2 separate regions of the Hordeum vulgare genome follow, and region 1 is linked to region 2. A link is a contact called in public Hi-C data. All regions are on one chromosome and are shown on one strand. The core of a region is the stretch at or near the end of the contact, and the rest is flanking DNA. Distances in the headings are between cores, read along the strand shown.

Region 1 (5,009 bases), core at 1,773-4,272, 270 kb before region 2:
GGTCGCTTGAGCATGACTTTGTGCTCGTTGTGTCGGACGCAGAGCAACGGCCACCTTCCATCACAGTCGTCATGGTCCGACACGCATTCCATTTCTGCTCCTCCGTCCTCTGTTTCAGCGCTCCTTCACATGGTCTCTCTATGCATGGTGCCGCTAGCAACTAGTTCGCCACGGCGCCGAAAAGAACGCTTGTCCGAAACTCCATGCTCATCGTGTCGGACACGGCGTCGCGGTCACCGTCCGCTACAGCCACAAGGCACGATGTATGTTAAATGTAAATGCTAGTTTTTAATCATATCCCACCTATATACAATCAAAACCCGATTAGTTATGTGACAAACATTATGCCAAAATTATTTTTTAATGTGAAAGGCGTATATGTGAACAACCAAACAAAATATAGATGTTGACTTTTAACCTGTTTTTCTTCAAACAGGTTCCATTAAGCCTGGCTGAGCTAGCCAGCCCCGGCTCATACGAATCGAGCCAAGAAGGGAATCCTGGGGAGTTCAACACGGGCAGGTGAGTCCGTAGGGTGCCGGCCCCGGACTCCACCGCCACGCGCGGAGCGCGCCCACCCACCTCGTCCGCGCACATATACCCTCACCGCAGATCTCCATGCCCCAGCGCGCGGCTTCCGCCGCACGCGAGCGCCCCTATCGCCCAACCAAGCACCGCCGGCCACGTAGAGCGGTGGGGCGATCGGGCCGGACGTTTCAGCCGTATTTGAACCCGCCGGCCGGCACTTGTCCCTAAATTTTTTGGGCCGGTACAAGAAGCCAGCTCTGCCCGGCACGGAGCTCCACTCAGCGCGCTCTGCGCTTTGCGTGCCAAGCGAGACGCAGGATTTGCCACGGCGAGTTCGGATTCCTCTGGCAAGTTCCATGGGCAGACGGAGGTGGTCCTGCCTCAAGAAAAACATCGACTCAGGCCGAGGCTTTGGAAGCCTTTTGCTCATTTTTTGTTGCTTGGACGCATGTTCGCCCTAGAAAAGTGTTTCTCAGCGGCCCAGGAGTGCATGACAGCATGGATGTGATTTCCTTACAAAGAAAACTGCTATAGTTAGGTACTACTCTCTTAGTTTTCAAATATATCATTAAAAGATTATATACGAATGTATATAGATATATTTTAAAATATAAATTCATTCATTTTGCTCCATACATAATTCTTTGGTAAAATCGCTAAAAATACTTATATTTACGAATGGAGGAAGCAGTTTAATTACTAAATAACACTAAGATAAATATGCCTTGTAGCTTTGCGCTAGTAAACTGATAAAACTCCCCTAAACGCTCGGTCACACAACTGGACCTACTCAAACGTGTTCACTTTCATGAAAGCAAACCGTCCGCAAAGGCGATGGTTGGTGTCGCCGTTAGACGTCGTGAACGGTGGCCTCCAACCCTCTTCCTCCGCTGCTCTGGCGGCTGGTGGAGAGGGGTGGGCTCCCATTTTCTCTTCCTGTTATTCTATAGGTTTAGTGTTTCGTCTTCGTCTAATAATATCAATTTGGTGAGATTAATGTTGTGTCTAATAAGTTGCCCTTAGTCTATTCCTCCCATGAAGATGTTTTTTTTTTCTATGGCGCCGCTAAGTTGATGGCCTCGTCTGCTTGCCGTTGGTTCAAAGCGGTGGGCCCTATGCTTTCTATGTCCAATGGTTGCCGTTTTTTACGGCGGCGCCGATAAGTGGGACATATTAGTGCTAGTACATGGTTGGTGGTTCGACGATGGCGTTTTTTTGCGGCAATAGTGACAAGATGCGTCGGATCTAATTTTAGGTCAGTGTGGGGAACATCCTCGACTGACACGTCACATCGTCAAGTGCATGTTATGCAGGTCTGATCTTTGGCTCACAACGCCTACAAGGCTATGATGCTGGTCCGGATTTTGGTTTGCTGGTGTTTTGCCTCTTCTTTCGATGTGCGTCTCGGCGGCATTGATGTTCGATGGCAATTTCATATTTGGTTGTTTGCAGGGACTCCGATGGGCTCATTTGTAATATATTTTTATGTGGAGTTCATTCTAGAATTTTATCTCGACATCTATCATGTCTTGATCTTTCTGCTAGATTTCACATGTATGTGTGCAATTGTACATTGTTTTATTGATTAATAAAGTGTGTATAGTAAAGAAAACTCGTATTTTAGAGAAAATTTTATATAATTTTAGCTAATTAAGAGCATCTACAACCGGACACCTCAAACTTCCCTTCATACGCCCGTGGACGCGTCTGGTTAATGACCCCTTATATCATCCCTATACGTTCGGGCTGTCCGTGAACCCTCATAACCATATACATATCAAATATAGAGAAGATATAAGGGCTCGCGGCCCGGACGTGCCCGGTCAGTCCGTCACGTAGGACGCGACCTCACCCCGAACCACTTTTCTTTTTCTTTATTCGTTCTTTTCTTTCCCTCTCTTACTCTTCACCAATTACATGAAAGCAATCGGACATATCATGAAGAAAATAAGAAATATGATTGTGGGACTCACAAATAAGAAACACGCCTGATCATTGACAGGAGGTTGAAGAAGACGATCTAGCCATTAATTTTGCATCCGACGGTTGATAACGCATCAACTGATCCAAAATCATTTTTCAGTACTAACCCCTAGCTTATCCTTTACTACTTTGCACGGTCATTCTAATCCATTTGCTCACATAAGCTCTTATTAAGACACCGCCAAACACGACAAACAGTGCGTGAAAACAGCCTAAGCATCCGATGCATACACTGTTTTGGCTGCAACCTCCCCGAAACCGATGCGACACGCTTCTTAATCCCTGGCCTGACAATGCCAAGTGCAAACATCCTCTGCACCTCCAGCTTCCAAACAAAATTTTACTGCACTACCGCCCAAACCATCCCACTCCGAGTCTCCGGCTAACTCGTGCGTGTCACAGTCCGGCAGATCATATACAAAGATTACTACTTGTAGTGTCTGCGTCTGCCGCTCTGTTCACCACCCCCCAAAGACCACACAGGTCTCGCCTCCTTGCTCCTTGCTCCATCGCCCATCAGGGCACAAGCTAGCAGAACATTACATCATTTTATTCTCTGGGAGTGCAGTTCAGTTGGGCAGCCGTGCAAGAAAGCGCAGGGTGCCAGCCATGGAGTTGGAGGGGAGGCCGGCGCTGATGCTGAAGGAGTGGCTTGAGCTGGAGTTCACCGCGGAGCTCTCCCGCGGCGGCTTCGGGTGCTACCCGCGCCACCTCGTCGCCGAGCTTCGTAGCACGCGGCGCAACGGCGACGTGATGGCGAGGGTATCCGCTGCGGTGAGGGCCGCGTTATTCCGGCCATCGGGAAGGGAGGGGGAGGTCGCGCTCGCCGGGAATTTCCCGAAGAAGCTGCGTATGGGTTTCTGGAAGAAGAGAAGGGGCGAGGAGGCGGTGGAGAGGAGGGTTCCCAGCTGCTCAGCGTCCACCACAGCCATCGGAAGGAGGGATGGTTCGTCGCCGGGGCGGAGTCGGGAGCGTGGCCAGGCGGGTGACGTCGGTGCAGGTCTCGCCGGCCGCCGTAACAGCGAAACAAAGGTAAGAGTGCACCCTTTTCCTGTGAATTCACCTCACGTCTCCATTCCCTTTTCTGCTTAATTATGTTCTTCGTGCCGGTTGGTTGTTGGTTTGCATTGGATCGCGCGATCCTCCTTCTAACAGGTTGCTGGGCTCGGGGCAACGCGACACTTGGAGCAGGAGCAGGAGCAGGAGCGGAAGCAGCGTCTGAGCCCGGTCTCGGTGATGGATTTCCTCAGCCAGGATGAAGACGACGAGGACGAGAACGGCGACGGCGACGGCGTGGATGGAGACGACGAGACCGCGTCGCCGACGTTCCAGCGAAGCATCGCCAACATTCGAAGTAAGGCTTTCGGCACTTCTTTTCTCTTCGTTCTGAAGTGAATTCTGTTCGTTGAACCTGTCACTGCTACGTCAAGTCCCTGCAAAATTGCACTTGATGCAAAGCGCTCGCACATGTTTATCGCCCGTAAGACCAGGCTAGGCTAAGTTTTGGCTTTTGTTTTTTTAGAACAGTGATGATATCAGGCTAGCTGCTTAGGCGTCTCGATCACGTAGTGATCGTTGACAGTAATCACCGATCGACAGGCACAACGTTTTCTACCACGGCTCGTCCGTCCTCCACCGTCTAACCGTACGTGCTGCAGTCGCCAGCACAGCAAAGTCGCCTTTTGGTTCGTACTCCTACTTAAGCCCGGATTAGTTAGAAAATAATCGTGTGCAAATGATACGGCCCCTAACTAATGTAGATCAAGTACAGTTCGATGCCCTGGTCGATGTATATATGCACACGAACTGTTGGCGTATTAGGCTATGGCAACCACATGCCACGAATATATATCAGGTGACCCATTCCTGTCTCCCCTCTTATCAACTCAAGGCACATTGCTCCTGCGCAGACCGTTGGATGCAAATACGTGCAAGTAAGGAACAGTGTAGTGCAGTACTACAAGAAGAAAAGGAGCGGGGGAAACGTGAGGTTGATGGCCGAGCAGCAACGCATAATGGTTGCGTGGAGAATTGTATATGATCAGCACATTAAACAAGTGTTAACTCGGGGGACAACTTGATTCTCGATCGCAGCCTACACTATCGGAAAGTACAGAGCATGTCGTATTCTAAAGTTTCCAACGCAATATGAAAAGCGAGAAAGGGGCGAAATGATGGACAGAATAATCGCCTTATCAACCGAGTAGCGGCTGGCCAGTGGATGTAATCATGCAAGGTGTACCATCCATCTGGTGCTCATCCAGAGTAATCACATATTAGTAGCATTTCGTAACACGAAAGGGGCATATACCGGCTGTCGACTATGATTGTCCTCTTTAGATGAGCATACTTGGGAGTTAACAATTTAGCATGCACCGGCTCGTCAAGTGTCATATATAGCACGGAGATGGGCAGAAACCTAAAGCAATATGTAGTGAGTAAGGGCATCTTCAACGTGGATCATCAAAAAAATCTGAAATTATCAAGAACACTTTAGG
Region 2 (5,640 bases), core at 448-2,947:
CATCTCCTTCTTCCAAATCTCCTATTAGATATTTGCCTCCATTTTAATTCATCATCTCTGAGCAATATATTCAGTTCAGACTCATAAAACTATAGTTGCCTTCCCCAGTAATGAAGCCAAAAGTGAGAAATATTCATATTATTATTATTCAATTTTAAGCTTTGCAACACAGGTGGGTTGTGGCCCATCCGACCACTCCTAGCTCCGCCAGTGTATTTCCCCTATGGTTAAGGGAGATATTTGTGTGTGGATACATGATACTCTGCATCATCTTGATATTTTTTTTGCTAGAATGTGCATGAGTATGCGTAGTATGCATTAAATGGGTAGAGTGCGTAGAGTACCCAAGTCCATATACAAGCATTGGCTAGTGCAAAGCCATACAACATCTGGCGACGCCTGACGATGTCATCCATCCATGCTCAACACGCTAGACTAACTACCCGCCCCTGTCAAACTAGATAAGCCTCCCGAGATCTCACCGTAGCCCCCTTTGAGTAACCTTGCCCGATGCCAAACACGACCTCCGCTTTGATCTTGGGAGGGATACGACTGATGCATGGCGATGCCCCGTCAAACATGGTGGCATTGCGATGCTTCCAAATTTCCCACATAACCTACATAGTGATGGAGTGAATCTCCTTGAGCCGCTCGCGGTTGCCGGGCAAGCCATTGCACCAATCCACAATGGTATCATTTGGAGAGGGGGTCCATTGTGGCTTGCCTAGCACAGATCAATTAGTCGACCAAACTGTTCTGGCAAAAACACATATTATGAGTATATGGTTGATCATCTCGACCTCTTGGTCACAAAGAAGGCATGTGTCGTGCTGCAGTAATCTTCTTCTCCAAAGACTGTCCGGAATCCAGTAACGATCCTGCATGGCTATCCAAACGAAAAAAAGCAATACTATCATGGTGCACGCAACCTCGAGACAAATTCTTCATATGGTGTGGCATCACGCCTCACAAATTCCATATGCCGATCTGAGAAGAGTATCCGTCTGATTCTCAGACCCATTGAATCATATCCCTTGCGTCCATGTCCAGCTTGAACTCAGCCATATGCCGCCACAAGTTCAAATGCTCTGCAATGCCCACATCATCAAGGTCATGCCCAAGATCAAACAACCAAGCATCATCCTGGTTGCATCATATTGATATGTACCTTTTTTTTATAAAACGAAGGCTCAAGAAGAACCTGGCTTTAAATTAATTTGTATATGCTCCCTCCATCCTAAAAATAAGTGTCATATATTTAATATCAAATCAGTATAAATTTAACACTAGATCAACTACATTTATTTTAAACGAAGGTAGTATATATTAAGTAAAAGAAGGGACTCATAGACCATCTCAATATTTGCCGATTAAACGGCGGGGCAAGCCGTGGGTGTGGCAGTCATCATGTAGGCGCGACCGCGAACAAAGATGCAAAACCAATGGTATATAGTTCCGGCAAAAGGAAAACATACAGGGAAACATCCACCGTCGAATTGAAACCGTCGCGCTCCACGGTGGGATCGGATCGGATGAATCCTCCAGGCGGCTGGGATCGGATTGCCAGCAAAAGAAGCGAGGAAGGAAAGGAAAGGAGAACGAAAGCGGGTAAATCCTGGCCACGGGCCCGCCCGCGGACGGTGACAAGGCGGAGAGTCCAGACGCGATCCTCGACGTCCGCACCCGCAACACGCGGAGCAGTGCCGCGCGCTAGTCATCGGCAGCCAAAGCGGCAGCGCCGTCTCCGCCACAACCCCGAGACACCCCGCGCCTCCACCCTCCACCCTCCTCCTCTCCCTCCCCTTCCCAATCCAATCTGCCTTCTTCTTCTTCTTCTTCTTCTTCTTCTTCTCCCCCCACGCCACCTGCCACTGCTGCTCCTATATATACCGCCCCACGCCTCTCGTCTCCCGTCCCTTCCCCTTCGCACCTGGAGCCATCGTCGAGTAGGCCTGACCTGCATCTGCATGCCCCCGTGCTGAGTGCCGTCCATATGTGTGAGTGAGTAACTATCCATCCCGTTCTCCGCACGCCCTGCGTGGCTGATTGATTCTGTTAATGCTTCGACCGGATTGGAAAACTGATTCGCCGGTGCTGCAGGGACTGCTGCGTCGCGGCCAGGCCAGGTTTGCTGATGTTCATCTAACTAGCCGGGGAGAGTCCAGAACTGATCGATCGAGCTTCGGATTCGCCTGTTTCCTCAGCCATTGGTCACGGTTAAGCTCGAGGTGACGGTGAGTTCCTTCTCCGAGTTTGACTGTGTCATACTCCGCGACTTCCTTTACAGAGTGCCGTACGTGTTCAACGAATTTTTGCTTTGCTACATGCTTCTTTTCACTCCTGCTCCGCCTCGAGCCCTCGATCCTTAGGTTTCAGTATTGTGCACTGTCCGGTCGTATCATTCAACACGTGAGTTCGTTAGGACATCTACAGAGAAATGTCGAGTGAAAGTAGATCGGTCCAGTTGCTAGGTGCATGTGTTTGTGTCTAGGTGCGGCTTAGCTGCACGTTGCTTCTCCAATTATTATTTGCTAGGTGCATGTGTTGGTAGTCAGTACTCTGTACTCCTAACAAGACAGCCATATGTTTGTTTTTTTCCTTTCCGGTGAAGTATATGAATTTTGGATGAAAGATTTGATGGATATATGTGTGTGTTCATCCAAGTTCATCCTGCACATTGCATAGTTTTCTTTGAGTCGACCTCTCAGTCCTCAGGATTTTCTTTCTCCCTTCCCATCACGGTGAACTGAACTTGAACTTCTATTGCACCAGACAAACTTATAACGTAAGGTAAATAATAACATAAGGAGGACAGCAATTTTGACCCTTGAGGCTTTGTCTCAACAACCACCGCATGATTTCGTCCAGAAAACAACCACCGCAAGATTTCGTCCACAAAACAACCACTGCAAGACAAATGGACAAGTGAAAGGACTCTGTAGTTTACTTTAAGGGTGAAATAGAATAAGACTTCTTACAAGGACAAGGTGAAAGAGAAGTTGTTGAAGTACTCTAGCTTAGGGTCCCATGATCGATTCCGTATCTCAATAAATGAGCTCCTCTGGCCATGGAGGCCCCGTCATTTTGTCGCCACGACACATGCAGGTTCTAGGTTTTGTTGCTACCTGGCTTATCAACCTTGGGAGACTATTTTTCACATCCGGCAGCCATGGACAGCCAAGATGTTGAGATGTTAATATTATCTCTGGCAGATCCGTCCCAACTTCGGACCATAGATTAATTTTGTCCAATTGCGCTCTATTAATACTTAATACTAGCTTGATGTAGGTGCAATCAGTGATAAGTCATGCGACAGATATTTAGCACGTTTTTGACTTAATGTTACAGCAGACTAACAGTTACGCCTCCAGTGACTCCCCAATCATTCTCGACACCATGATTAATCTGTGCGATCCTCCAAACATGTCTCCAGTTCTTTGTTCTCCTTTTTTTGTGTGGCAAAAGCTGTGTTCTCTTTGAGATCTGCTGTTTAAAAGTACTTACTGTGCCCCGTGAATCGACCCTTGTGGTGAATGACAAAATTCTTATGGAGTGGACGGTTCCCTAAATTTATTTTGTATAAACAGAGAAATGGGTAGAGTGTGATAAATAATATTTATGTAGTTTTCGTTTGATTAATGCTGAATCGTGTGACCATACTGTTTATTGGCTAAATCATGCCATTCCTTATTTAGGGAGCGGCTTCTAAGTCTTAGTTGTACATCACTATCCTTCCCTTTTTCCTACGTTAGACTGCAAATCAATGATCCATTTGATAGCAACAAGTAAATTAATTTACTAAATATAATAAAAAATAGAAAAATAATTCCATAAGTGTGCTTGCGTAACACAGTTGCTGTCTAATTGATACTGCATTTGTGATGGGTTTTTGTGTGCCATATCATCTAATGATTTATCCTCAGTATGTTTTAGATTCTGGTAGAAACAGCAAGATGGTGAACTTTGGAAAGAAGTTGATGGCAGATCAAGTAGAAGAATGGAAAGGGTATGTCTGTCTTGAAGTCCTTCTGAAAAGTTTTTTCTTTTATCTGTTGAGAGGAAGAGAAGACTTTTCATACTTTAATACCAAATTGATTACATATTATTCTACAAAAAATATATTATTCTAGTTTGAGCCATGCGTACGTGTGACACTTTTAACCACAATTAACTTATTTTGGACACTATAAACCTTATTTCATACCCGTAAATCCACGTTCAAGTTTGAACCACATTCTAGAAGTTGAGGTGCTCATGATAGTTTGGTCCCACACGCTGGCATAATGTGACATTCAGATCTGGACATGTCGCTCGCCAATGGACATACTTTTCTCAAAAACTTAAAGAACATGGACACAATATGGTCCAAAGTGTCACAAGAAATTAAAATGTATTAGTGCTTGTATCCCACCTGTGTCATTTGCTTCAATCTTGTAAACCAAAAAAGAACCGAGGAGCCATCTAACTGTTGTTGTCCTATGATGATGAACTCAGTACACATGACACAGGACAATTTCCTTGCTCACAATTTTCTTCATAAGTTCAATAAATTTCCTGCAGTAATCTTATGAGTTATTTTGTCTTTATGTTCTTATAGGTACTATATCAATTACAAATTGATGAAGAAATTGTTAAAGCAATACGTTCAACAGACCCAAATTGGCGGCAAAGATTGCGAGCAAGTTCTTAAGGAGTTCTCGAGGATTCTTGATGATCAGGTATGCAGAGAGTGATTTCTCTTGAAATGATCATAAATACAAATTTTCAAGCTGCTTGTCCATTTGGTCTATCGTTCCCTACACCACGAGCTATACATATATTGAAATTAAAATCGAGGAATTGGGAGCTAACCTATATATATATATATATATATATATATAGGTAAATTGTTTGGGACACCTAACCTAGCCTTTAATAGCTCGCATGTTATCCCATTTGCATTTATTGATTTGAAAATAATTAAAACACACATTAATTAGCTAAAGTTCTTTTGTGTTGCTAAATTCAGATTGAAAGGATCGTGCTCTTTCTGCTGCAACAACAAGGCCACCTCTCTAGAAGGATTGAGGAATTGGGAGCACAGCGTGCTGCTATTATGCAACAGGTTGATGCATCAAGAGTTTTCCAACTTCGTGAGGATTACAGAGAAGTTGGAAGAGATCTCGTAAAGCTTCTCCGCTTTGTTGACATGAATGCTACCGGTCTAAGGAAGATACTGAAGAAATTCGATAAGCGGTTTGGCTATAAATTTACAGATTATTATGTCACCACTCGTTCAAACCATCCTTATTCGCAGCTTCAGCAAGTCTTTAAGCAAGTGGTAATTTTCTGGCATCTTATATTGGCGACTGTTTTTCTTCTTCTTTTCCAGCAGCTAATCCGCATTTCTGCAACTTATCATGCGCTTCTACCAATACAGGGAATTGTAGCAGTTGCAGGTGCTTTATCACGCAACCTTGCATATCTGGAACATGAGCATCGAGGAAGCTTTTTATCCATATATGATAATCCATCAGTTGTACTGCAGGTAATGTATTTCCAAGGTTCCACTCTCTTTCAGTTCTATTTGTTGTACGGTTTTAAAAGTGTGGTGTGATTCTTTTCTCCAATATTCAGGACCCTATCATAGACCAGGTAAAC

The links. Hi-C and Micro-C count contacts between places; a contact is called where the count stands out from the background.
Region 1: a Hi-C map of seedling shows a contact between it and region 2, with 5 times the contacts expected there. The contact joins the promoter of LOC123430636 here to the promoter of LOC123427456 in region 2. A contact is called at or near these places in 2 of 6 Hi-C or Micro-C datasets (leaf and seedling).

What each region holds. Positions count from the first base shown.
Region 1 is chr2H:584,578,019-584,583,027 of MorexV3_pseudomolecules_assembly, reverse strand. LOC123430636 reads left to right here and starts at 3,022. Exons shown (of 3, transcript XM_045114491.1): 1 at 3,022-3,543; 2 at 3,703-3,865. The coding sequence starts at 3,121. It overlaps LOC123430637, which reads right to left and starts at 968. Exons shown (of 1, transcript XM_045114492.1): 1 at 353-968. The coding sequence starts at 958. The coding sequence ends at 473.
Region 2 is chr2H:584,303,278-584,308,917 of MorexV3_pseudomolecules_assembly, reverse strand. It overlaps LOC123427456 (SPX domain-containing membrane protein OsI_17046), which reads left to right and starts at 1,697. Exons shown (of 12, transcript XM_045111511.1): 1 at 1,697-2,001; 2 at 2,101-2,234; 3 at 3,934-4,006; 4 at 4,598-4,718; 5 at 5,009-5,320; 6 at 5,420-5,527; 7 at 5,617-5,640. The coding sequence starts at 3,954.